Regions from separate parts of the Sus scrofa genome. Here all the other regions are linked to region 3. The links are chromatin contacts, called in public targeted proximity ligation maps. All regions are on one chromosome and are shown on one strand. The core of a region is the stretch at or near the end of the contact, and the rest is flanking DNA. Distances in the headings are between cores, read along the strand shown. Region 1 has its middle 62 kb from the start of CDC42EP3. Region 2 has its middle 83 kb from the start of CDC42EP3. Region 3 has its middle 78 kb from the start of RMDN2.

Region 1 (3,636 bases), core at 1,132-3,631, 91 kb after region 3:
CACACTGAGCTCAGGTCATTATTAGCCCAGCTAGTAAGTAGGAGAGCCAGGACCCCAAGTCCCAGGTAGCTTGCCTCTAGAGATCACAGGTTCCACTGCTGCATTATATTGCACAAAACTCAAATTGATTTTGAACATCTGATTCTATTTTTGCATTCTTAAAAAAAACCTTTTCCTTATTTAATGTAATACCCAGTAGAGCTGAGACTTTTTTTTTTATTACTATTATCATTATTATTGTCAGTGCCTTGGGAATTTTACATATGATGTCAATCTGCTTTTGAAGTAGACTTTCTATATTTGGAGGGAAAGAACCCAAAAGAGCTCTTTGGTAGCATAAATAAAAAACACGTGCTCTTATTTTTCTTGGAAAAAAAGTGAAGTTATCATAAACCCAGATATAGATGCTACAGCTCATCCTGTTAAGTTATGTCTTGTAATAGAAATGGAATGTATTTTTAGGATGACTATATCCTTACAGAATTAGAGAAAAATTTTGGTCCGTTAATACAGACAGGGATTGCATGGTTGGAATAGCCCACACAATGTTGTAAAGACTGGATAACCCAGAATTTGGAGGGCAGACATCACCCTCTGGGTAGCAGTGGGAGTTTCCCCTAAAGAAAATGGAAGTTTCCATAGTCAGTCATTCAATGCTAGGAAGGGAGCAGGAGACCAAGAGAGAGACCTGGAGATGTGTGGTGGGGTCTGAGCTTCTGGGTACAAGGCAGGGAGTGACAGGGAGAGGGAGGCGGAGTGGGAGCCCAGAGGTTGAGGGCTGGCCTGGGAGCCCCAAGTGCAACCCCTTGCCATATTAACTAGGCTACTCTCTGTTATTCTTGGGCTATCCCTAGGCTTTCAGTTAATCTTCGGGGCCAGTTTTAACTATGCTTTGGGCATTTGAAAAAAGGGTCAGTGCTCTGGAAACACATGTAGCTGTGCAAGGGGGCCTGCAAGCAAGGCACGGACACTTCAGCATACCCCCTGGGTTCCCAGAACCAACAAGAGGAGAGGCACCCAGTGAGAGAAAGGATAGCCCATCTCAGAGAGAAAGAGGCTTGGGCTTTGGGAGTTTGGATGTTAAAGGACATTTAGTTACAGTTTAAAGAGGTCTGGAAATAAATGTAGATTATGTTGAAATAATTCCACTCTGAACAACAGCAGAAAAACCAGCTTGATACATAGGAGAAGATGTTAATTTTACTAGTCAAATATTTCTTAAATTTAAGAAACAGATCTTTATAGAGAAAATTCTTATGGATTTTCAGTGTTATTATTATTATTGTATTAACTAAATATATAAAAATGTAAAACTAGGTAAAAAGTCCTGATATTTATAGTTCTCAGCCATAAAATCAAAACAAATTTCAAAGTTAGTCCAATTACAAAAGTATATTTTTATTAACAATAACAATTTAATGTAACTGATGATGTTGTTTTGGTGAAACTAAAGGGCCAAATAGTTTAAGAGCAGAAAGTAACAGGCTAAGTTCCAATTCTACATTTTGATTTTGGCAGGCTTTTGTACAGAGTATTTATTAGGATAAGTATACTCAAAAAAAAATCACAAAGTTCAAGCAGCTTTGTTTTCTTGTTCAGGATAAGCAGGCCTCCAAGTTAAAAATGACAACAACAATAGTAATAACAACAATAATAATTTATGCCAATAAGCAATCCTCAAATGACAATTCTGATGATCTACCACTCAATAACTACATAAAGCTGCCTTACATGCTCAAAGATGAGGCTATAATTGTGGCATTTTTGAAACCTACATTTCATGGCAATCTAATATAACCACAGTGTGAATCAAATAGAACATTTTCCACTGTGCCTTTCATCCTTGCTGACTGCAGGCTTGCATAAACAAGGAGGCTGTCTGGGTAATATATCTGCTAACTAACTACCTACGTGAATGTCTTGCTCTTAGCCCAGGGCTGCTTCAGCAAGCCTATATCACCATGGACAAGTGCTAACTCAGTTTCTCCATACCACTCTTTTTCTTTCTGTTGCAAAACTTTCATTTAAGCAGTGTTCCATGTCACAGTCCTCTGTGTGGTGCAAATAGGAACAGAAAACAAAAATTGCAAATGTAAGCACCAAATGAAGCAATAACAGCATTTCATTATTATAAGTTGCCTTGACCTAAGTGTTTGTGTTCTCTATAAACTCTAACCCAAATCTGATGGTACCTGGTACCTTTGAGGTGAAAAGGGTGGGGCATCCATGATGGGGTTAGCATCCTTATAAGAAGAGGAGAGCCCAGAGCTCTTTCCACCAAGTGAGGAACAGAGAAAAGTGGCTGCCTACAAGCCTGTAAAAGAGCTCTTACCAGGAACTAAGTGGACCACGATCTTGATCTTGAACTTCCCAGTCTCCAGAACTGTGAGAAATATATTCCTGTTGTTTAAGAAGCTCAGTCTATGGTAATTTGTTTTAGTAGCCCAAGCTGACCATGACAGTGGTCATCCAAGATGATGAAGCAGAGATTTGACTTTTTTCAAAGATAATCATCAAAATGATAACCCCTGACCTAAATTCCTGGGCAGAATACATACATTCTCAGGAATACATCTTTGGACTCTAGTCTGAGAAGCAGGGGGCTGTATAGTCTTTCCATGAGGTTCCAGCTTATAGTTAAGAACAGGGTAATGATGACAGCCATGGAATAGAGCTGCTCTGGCCCTGCCCCACCTGCTCTGGGAGCCTTCTAACCCTCCCTAAAATCCCTTGGAAATATTTCTGGGTGTCCTTGGATATCTCTCCTGAACTCTGAGAACTGATTTTTACAGCCAACACATGGTGTTGGCCATGCTCCCCCTTTGGTGTGGCAAAGCCTCTGGTCATTGATAGGGAAGAAAAACATCAGTTCTATCCCTTAAGGTCCATTAAAGCCACCACCTCAGTGGATTCTACTTAGCAAGGGCCCCACTGCTCTTTGCTTGCCATCACTGCAGCGTCAGTGCTGAAGCTGAGCCTGAGTGTGGGTGGCTGAGCTGGGGCACTGAGGGGCCCGGACACAAAGGGGTCTCTGCAGCTGTTGCCAACAGAGCTCCTATTGCCTTCACCTCACCGTATCCCAGAGGAGTTCCTAAGAAACAGCTTTCTTAGTCACTCCAGGGCTCTCCAGCACCTATGAACTCAACTCTGTCCCCTCCACTCAGAGAGTCCATTGGGCTCCTCCTGGGTCCCCTCTCCCTGCGCTGTGACCTGGAAACTCTCTCTAGGCAATTGCTGGGACAATTATTAGGCTCACCTGGTTTGTTTCCCTTTTCTTGGGGGTCACTGCGTTCCATTGTCTGATATTCAGCATCAAAAAAACATTATCTCATCTAACTTATCAGATTTTTAAAGGCTTTTTTTTTTTTTTTTTTTTCAGGCAGGCAGGTAATTTTAGTCCTCATTGCTCCATCTTGGACAGAAGCAGAAATACCCTCTTTTAGAAAGTAGCAGTTCCTAGTACTACTACTCTTAGCCACATTGTATAAGTGTAGTTGTTATTCTACATCCTCATAAACTCCTGATATTTTCAGACTTTCTAATTGTTTTAAGAATTAAATTAGTTGACAAAGGGATTTAATACAATTCTTCTCCCAAATGATCTAGAATTTAAAGGAGGGAGGACATTGTTTAATT
Region 2 (3,731 bases), core at 543-3,042, 70 kb after region 3:
ACCTCTGTAGCAACCAGAGCTGCTGCAGTCTGATTTTTAAATCACTGTGCCACAGTGGTAACTCCAGGCAGGTTTCATTCTACCTGAACCCATTTTCTCATCTGTTAACTGTGATGACAGTAACCCAGACCTATGGATTTGTGCAAAATCCAAGTGATTAGCAAGTAATATTTGTGAAAATGTTTATAATTTGTTGTGGACAAAGAATATCATGTACCTTATCAGTAGACAAAGGATGTTGCAGCCATCAGGCCATCAGCCATTTCAGCTTCCCCAGCTGTATACCCTGAGGGGATTCAGGATGGAAAAGAACAAGATACATACCAAAGGTGTGATTTTTAATGAGCCCAGACTCTTGCATTTTTCCATACATAGAACAGTACTAAATTCATCAACTTGAGATGTCTGGTTTTTCTCTTTAACACTTTAACATATTTTGATATTCAGCTACCTGGTTTTGAGCAAAAACTCCTACATGTCCTGACACCTCCCTTACCTTTTTGAAACAGTCCCTTAGAACTACCTAAAAGGCTTTCTCCTAGGCCTAAGTCCTTGGTTTGTCCACAAAATAAAACATAATTCTCAACTTTCAGGTTGCGCTTTTTTTTTTTTAGTCAACACTGTACAGAACTTTCCTAATACATACACTGATCTGATCCAGTAACATGGTAGCATAATAAAGAAAAGAATTTCAGAGTTAGGTTAGAAAGAACTGGGTTTAAATCCCTGTGCCGTCATCTACTAACTTTATGCATTTGAGTTGATGACTTATTCTCCTTGAGCCTTACTCTCTCATCTGTAAAAGGAGTCTAACTTGCCAAGGTTAGACTATATCTAAAGCACCTAGTAAAGCACCCAGCATGTCATCCCCATCATTACCACTGTGACTAATGTTAGTCTAAACACTAACCATCTGCAAGGTGTTGTTCTAAAAGATATATGTGCATTTAGGTAGGTCTTGTTACTCTGAAGCCTAGAGAGGTTAAGTAACTTGCCCAAAGCCACACAGGTAGAAGTGGTGGAGTCAGGATTAGAATCTGGCAGTGGAGTTCAGCACACCAGGGTAGTTAGCAACAATGCATAGCGAAAATCGGGCACTGAATTCAGGCCAATTTTTGGAGAGTTCCTTTGCGAAGTAACAGGCTTTCAGAACTCAGGTTTTCCAAGGAACTTGATAGTGGGCAAGAGAAATCCCTCAGGAAGATCCTTCTTACCTGCTCTTAAGTGCTTATTCTGTGAGAGAAAATATAATTGACGCCACTTCCAGGAAGAAAGGAAGCTGGGTTAATAATGGAAATAAAGCACCTGCTACAACATTTGACATGTCCACCCATATTTGTAAAACTCCTGAAAATAATCCCCATCAGCTCTGGAGTTACTTGGATCAGTAAGGAATGTTGCTAAACCCACAGAAAACTAGGTGATGGGCTGGAATGAAAACCTTGCTATGTATGCAAGGCAGTAACCTGATTTGCATCAGTTGAAAGGGTGAGAAATGGCAGGCAAGCAGAGGTGGCTCCTTCACTCCAAAGAGATCTGCTGTTGCATTCTCTCATTGGCATGTGAGGCCATAAGTCCACACGGCTTAAACCTTACACAATTTCCTCTGGAGGAATCATATGCCTATTTCTAAATTCTTTATGCCTGCCCTCTGGGCCACAGGTCAGAGACTAGTGGGCAGAAGGCATCAGACCATCCTTGCAAAAGACTTTTCCATCATTTGGCTAGGGTGGAAAGGATGCTGACTAAAGAAGGTTGATCGTCATCCAGCTCTACAAGAATTGAGTCATTAGCCTCTGCAAGGTTGACCTTTAACACACCCCAAAAGGAGTTCAGGACAGAGATTAGGAATGAGACGTTCTGTGCTCTGAAAAATCTGGCAGAACTAGCCTTCAGATAGTTAGATATTTTCAGGAGAAATTTTTTGAATTTTTAGATTTTTGAATCTTTCTATACTTGATAAAAGCACTAAAACCATTAACTAAGATATTTGTTCCCTATGACTGGCAGCAACCTATTACTGAGATGTGTGCTTGGTTACATGTAACCCCTTCACCAAAATCACATACATACCGACCTCCCCCATTACTCCTTGGAACAGTTTCTCAGCTATCCCAGAGGCTGTCTCCCAGGCTACAGTCTTGTAAGACACTAAATAAATTCAGCTCACAGCTTTTACATTACACATTTTTTTTAAGTCAACAAGAGAAAGAGAGACTTCATTTCATTCCCAGTTTTCCCTCTTAGATATTTCTCACTTATGGAAAATATAAGCAGTGATGCTAGACACACAAAAAGACCTTCAGACCCTTTGTCCAAGAATTCCACCCATATCATCTCTGAGGAGCTGCCATAACAACACCTGAGTCTTTACTAACTCTAAGACTTTGCAGCTCTCTTTAAACATTCATTCCCTTATCTTTTTGAGATCATCTATCTGTCAGTGGGCTGGGTCATGAAATTAATAAAATTTTGGAATGTCACATGCCCAGAAAATTCCTAGGAAGAATGTGGTCATAAAAATAAAATCACAATATTGGGGGGGAGAAAACCTAACAACAACAGAGACAAAAACATAAATTAAAGCAATAAAGCACATCTACTGGGAATGACTGGGGCAAGGCAGAAGGCTCTTCCTACATGCCAAACTGAAATATTCTATTAAGTTTTAAGAAATCATGTTTACAGCAGATATAAATTAAATTAACTGCAAGGCCATAAAATAGAGCAGCTGTTCTCCATCTCCTCTGATGACAGACAAGAGGAAAAGGCTAGTCAGAGGTAAGGAAGACATTCTTCTTGGCAGTGAGGTGAGAACATAACATCAAGGGCACAATAAGGAGAGGCAAGAGAGCTGTGGAGCCATCTCTTCTGCTACACATTTAAGGAGCACAGATTATAGGAATTTTACATGCATATTGAAGTCCTTTGCCCTTGACCATTTCTCTGTACATTTAACTATTTCAATGTAAATAAATGGAACTCCTTACAAAATACTGTGAGAATACAAATGCACTACTAAGACAATTGTGAAAAACAATCAACTGTTAAGCCAAAGTAAAAATGATCATCTTCCTTGTCCTGTGCTGCAGTAGCTTAGCTTAAAGCTGAGAAACTGAATGATTTAAGGACTCTCTGACCTCATCAGCAGCAAGCCTATGCTTAGGAGCTGAGTTAACCAGACACACACAATGCCTGGATCACTTCTGTCTCTACTTGCTGGTCTGAGTTTCCCTAAAATGCTGCATTTTTGAGGGTAATCCAGCATGTCTGCCTTGCCCACCAACCCTGCAGGATCACCTACCGCCTCCATTCCCCAGGGTTCTGGAAGCAGCAAGTGGAATGGCAGATAAGAGGAAGAAAGGATATGATGTTTGGGAAATGTGGCAGGATTCTAGAGATGTCTTACAAACCACAATGAATTCTGCCTCTCTAATGAGGTTTGATTCATATGAATGAACCAATCATTTTTGGACTTTGGTCAATTCCAATGGACTGTTTTGGACAACATTCTAGAAGTAATAATTTCTTAAAGCTACAAAAACATCTTCATCTTACAAAGTTATTTGGGGGAACTTTACTATTTTCTTTTTCTTTTTCATCTTTTTTAGGGCCACACCCATGGCATATGGAGGTTCCAAGGCTAGGGGTCCAATCAGAGCAGTAGCTGCCAGCCCACACCTCAGCTACAGTAATGCCAGATCCTTAACCCACTGAGTGAGGCCAGGGAT
Region 3 (4,106 bases), core at 781-3,280:
TCAGTGGGTTAACGATCCAGCGTTGCCGTGAGCTGTGGTGTAGGTTGCAGACACGGCTCAGATCCAGCGTTGCTGTGGCTCTGGCGTAGGCTGGTGGCTACAGCTCCGATTGGACCCCTAGCCTGGGAACCTCCATATGCCGCGGAAGTGGCCCAAGAAATAGCAAAAAAAAAAAAAAAAAAAAAAACAATGTCCACAGCAAGTGGAAATGCTTCCTAATTCAGGGCACAGAGCTAGTCAGGCCATATATCTTAGCTGTTTTCATTAACCAAGGTAATACTTTAACCACTCTCTGCCTAATTTCTTGTCCATTTCTCAAACAGTTCAGAACTCAGATGAGGGAAAGCGAGCTGTTATGTATTGACTTAAATAAATTTCATCATTTCCCTTTAAAATGTCACTTTTCCCTAGCTGGTTCTGCACAGAACAAAAGAAATAAGAAAATACTCCAAATTTGCTCCCTACCCACACTATCTCATCATTGCATTACAATCCTCATGATAATGCATTAGCTTTTTCTTGACATAAAAATTATCAAACTGCTGTTAGTTCATATGTTTCTACCCAAAACTGGCAACCAGAACTCTAAGATTAATTGCAAGAACTATAAAGAGATTTTAGGACATTTCCCCCGAGAGCCTCCATGAATAGCACCAAGATGAGCAGTAACCCCAGGCTTCAGAGCCCCCCACTGCCATGTCAGGTTATGATGCCTTCTTTCCTATGATGCCTTCTTTCCTAGCCAAATCCCAAAAGAAAAGTCTTCTCAGATCTTCAGGAGTATGTATGACATGAAAAGCTCATTTGGGTAAAGGGAACCAGACCCTCGACATCTGACACTAACGAGGTGCCCTTCCCTTGGCTTAAAGGGATCTGGAGGAGGACGAGCAGATAACCTTCAGCCTAAATAAGTAAAATCATCACTGCTCTGGAATCTCTCTGAAGCATGCCCGGTTACGGTGTGGAATTCCACAGGGCGCGTGGCCCTCTTGGACTCCATCCAAAGGAGTAAGCTATCAGAAGGAACTCATCCTAACACAGGTCCCTGGGACAGTGTTCATCAGCAAGCTCCGGGGTAGCTGGTAAAATTCTGGGACTAGTCAGTTAACCACACCATGCTTGTTAATATAGTCAAGTCTCTGTTAAGAAGCAACAACCCAGTTTGTCACTCACCCATTCCCCATTCCTTCACTGCCCAGTTAGCTTCTGGCTTGTTCATAAGGCAGCTCTGGGGGTCTGACAAAATAAGCCTCTTGTTCACAAAGCTTAAACCAGAGGGTTTTCTTATGATCTGTTTTTTTTCTATCACCAGCACCTTGACCTCCTGGCATGCTCTTGGCTAATTGAAGTTGCCGAAGGCATAAGGATTCTGCTAATGGACTCAGCTCTCCCATAGGGGTCAGACACCAAGACAATGTCACAGCTGTGAAAGAAGAGCCCAGATGGCCAGGCTCAGGTGGTAAAGACCTTCAGAATCTGCCTTGAGGCTCTCAATGGCTTCAGATTGAAAACTATCTTGGCCCCATCCACAAATGTAAGGCATTTAATGACAGCCTGAAAGCACAGAGCTTAAACAGAATGATGAGCACAGGGCAGGAATTTGGACTCCAGAAGAACTGGCTAAGCACAGATTATTTTTCTACGGTATTTGACGAGAACAAACGAAGTAAGAATTTTCCTTTTGTTCGTCTGGCCTTTGGCATTGTTTACTTTCTTTTTATGATTCTCAAAGGCACTTAGAGCTCTGGCAGTGTTTCTGTCCTAAAATCTTATTGTCAGAAGTTTATTTTTCAGCTGTTTCAAATCATATCTGGTAGAGTGAGTGCTTTGCCTGGGCTCATCACTTTACCTCAGAAGAAATAAAGTTCACCCTTTAAATGACAATATTGATTGTCTACAGCTTTAAGTTTTCTGCACTTAAGCTGCAGGCTTCATTTCAAAATATGTTTTCTCTCAGCACAAAGGAACTATGGTAGAAGACTCCACTCTGCTGGTGTCTGGGTAATGACCTAACACCGTATTTTGGACTATCGCTGTGTTTTGTCAGATTTTCACTGCCTGTGGAGTAATTCTTTGTCAATGGTGGTTTCGTCAGCTGTGGTTTTGAGGCAATGAGGTTTTATGCTTGTGTTTGAATTTTTTTGAAAATATATAAGCTTTTAACATTTACAGAGCTACGTTCAGTCCTCTTTTAAAAGGAACCCAATATCCTGTTTTTCCTCCTCCTCCATCAGAGGGGATAGCGTGTACTTTACCGGCTGCCCCTCCAGAATGTGGACAGGCTACTTAAGACAAAAAAATGCACTCTTCAGTGCTGTGATGATCTCTGAAAAGCCCAGGTTAACTTAGCCAGTGTCTTCTTGACACCTATGAAAAGTCAGCGTGTGAAAGAGGGTAGCATAAGGGTTAGGAGGCTGTGCTCTAAAGCTTCACTACCTGACTGAACTCCAGCTGTTTAGTGGGTTAAAGGGTGCCCTTCCCCCAGATATGAGCACCTCCTCACCCTGGGAACCTGTGAATGCAGCCTTATTTGGAAAAAGGGCCTTTGCAGATGTAAATACACTGAGAATGTCTGAGATGAGCTCATCCTGAATTACCAGGGTGGGTCTTGTAGCCAGCGACAAGTGTCTTATAAGAGCAGACACAGATGCAGAAGAAGAGGAGGCCATGTGAAGATGGAGGCAAAGGCTGGAGTGATGCTGACCAAGGAACACCTGCAGCTACCTGAAGCTGGAAATATTCTTCCTAAGAGGCTTTGGAGGGAGTGTGGTCCTGCTGGCATCTTGATGTGGAACTTCTGAACCCCAGAACTATGAGAGAATAAATTTCTGTCATCTCAAGCCACCCAGTTTGTGGTAATTTGTTACAGGAGCCTTAGGAAACAAATACATGACTTACCAGCTGGGCAAGCTATGTAATCTCCATAAATCAGATCCCTCAAAGGAAAACCTTCTTCATAGGGTTGCTGTGAGGATAAAATGCCTTCACATAGGTGAGTGGTTCAGAACAGTGTCTGTGCCTGGTGTGCTCACACGAGTGATTTTTGTCTGTCATAACAACCGGCAAATACAACTGAACTGAGATTTCCTATCCAGTATATGCTGGTCAAAAGAGTCACAATCTGAGAAACAGGAACATTCTGGAAAAAACTACTTTGTCTCATCTCAGGGTCTCAGCACAGCTTCCTAAACAGCTAAAGAATATGAAGCAGGAGCAGGACTCTCTGCAAGAGCCTCTCTTTAAATGCCTCTAAATCTGACTGGTTTCAGAAAAGTGAAGCTTTTGAAGATGTTTCTGTGCTGAGACTTGAGAACACACGCATAACATACGACGTTTAAGTTCCCCCCAGCCTCTTGCCCTCCATGAGCTGTAAGCCGCCCATCTGGGTGGTTTCTGTAAGGTTCATCTGCCCTGTGCTATCTCCCGCAGTCCTTGCCTACACAAAACAAGGATTTCAGGCAGGCCAAGAAGCTCGGTATCAGCGCCAGGATAGAGGCAGCAGGCTCTGTCGCACAAGGATGGAGGCAGGTGGTCTGGTGGGAAGTCGTTCCGGCCAGGAGGTGCTGCAGCAGTGCCCGGGATAGACCCAATGGCCTTGCCGCACATGGATGGAGGCAGGAGGTCTCTCCATGCAGAAGCAATCAGCTCAGGACTGGAGCGATTTGGGTCGAAGGGAACTTTCCCTCAAACCAACACCTCAGTGTAACAGTTCTGACCTGGGTTCTTTTTTTTTTTTATTTTTTTATTTTTTTTATTTTTTTTTTTATTTTCCCACTGTACAGCAAGGGGGTCAGGTTATCCTTACATGTATACATTACATTTACATTTTTTCCCCCACCCTTTCTTCTGTTGCAACATGAGTATCTAGACATAGTTCTCAATGCTATTCAGCAGGATCTCCTTGTAAATCTATTCTAAGTTGTGTCTGATAAGCCCAAGCTCCCGATCCCTCCCACTCCCTTCCCCTCCCATCAGGCAGCCACAAGTCTCTTCTCCAAGTCCATGATTTTCTTTTCTGAGGAGATGTTCATTTGTGCTGGATATTAGATTCCAGTTATAAGTGATATCATATGCCTAGAAGAAACTCACCTTAGGACAAATGACCT

The links.
Region 1: a contact with region 3 is called in a targeted proximity ligation map of alveolar macrophages. A contact is called at or near these places in 3 of 47 Hi-C or Micro-C datasets (embryonic fibroblasts and epiblast stem cells) and 1 of 2 datasets of targeted methods (alveolar macrophages).
Region 2: a contact with region 3 is called in a targeted proximity ligation map of alveolar macrophages. A contact is called at or near these places in 1 of 47 Hi-C or Micro-C datasets (embryonic fibroblasts) and 1 of 2 datasets of targeted methods (alveolar macrophages).

Annotation. Positions count from the first base shown.
Region 1 is chr3:102,474,725-102,478,360 of Sscrofa11.1, forward strand. No RefSeq gene overlaps it. Among named protein-coding and RNA genes, the nearest start is that of CDC42EP3, 62 kb to the right of the region's middle.
Region 2 is chr3:102,454,054-102,457,784 of Sscrofa11.1, forward strand. No RefSeq gene overlaps it. Among named protein-coding and RNA genes, the nearest start is that of CDC42EP3, 83 kb to the right of the region's middle.
Region 3 is chr3:102,383,716-102,387,821 of Sscrofa11.1, forward strand. No RefSeq gene overlaps it. Among named protein-coding and RNA genes, the nearest start is that of RMDN2, 78 kb to the left of the region's middle.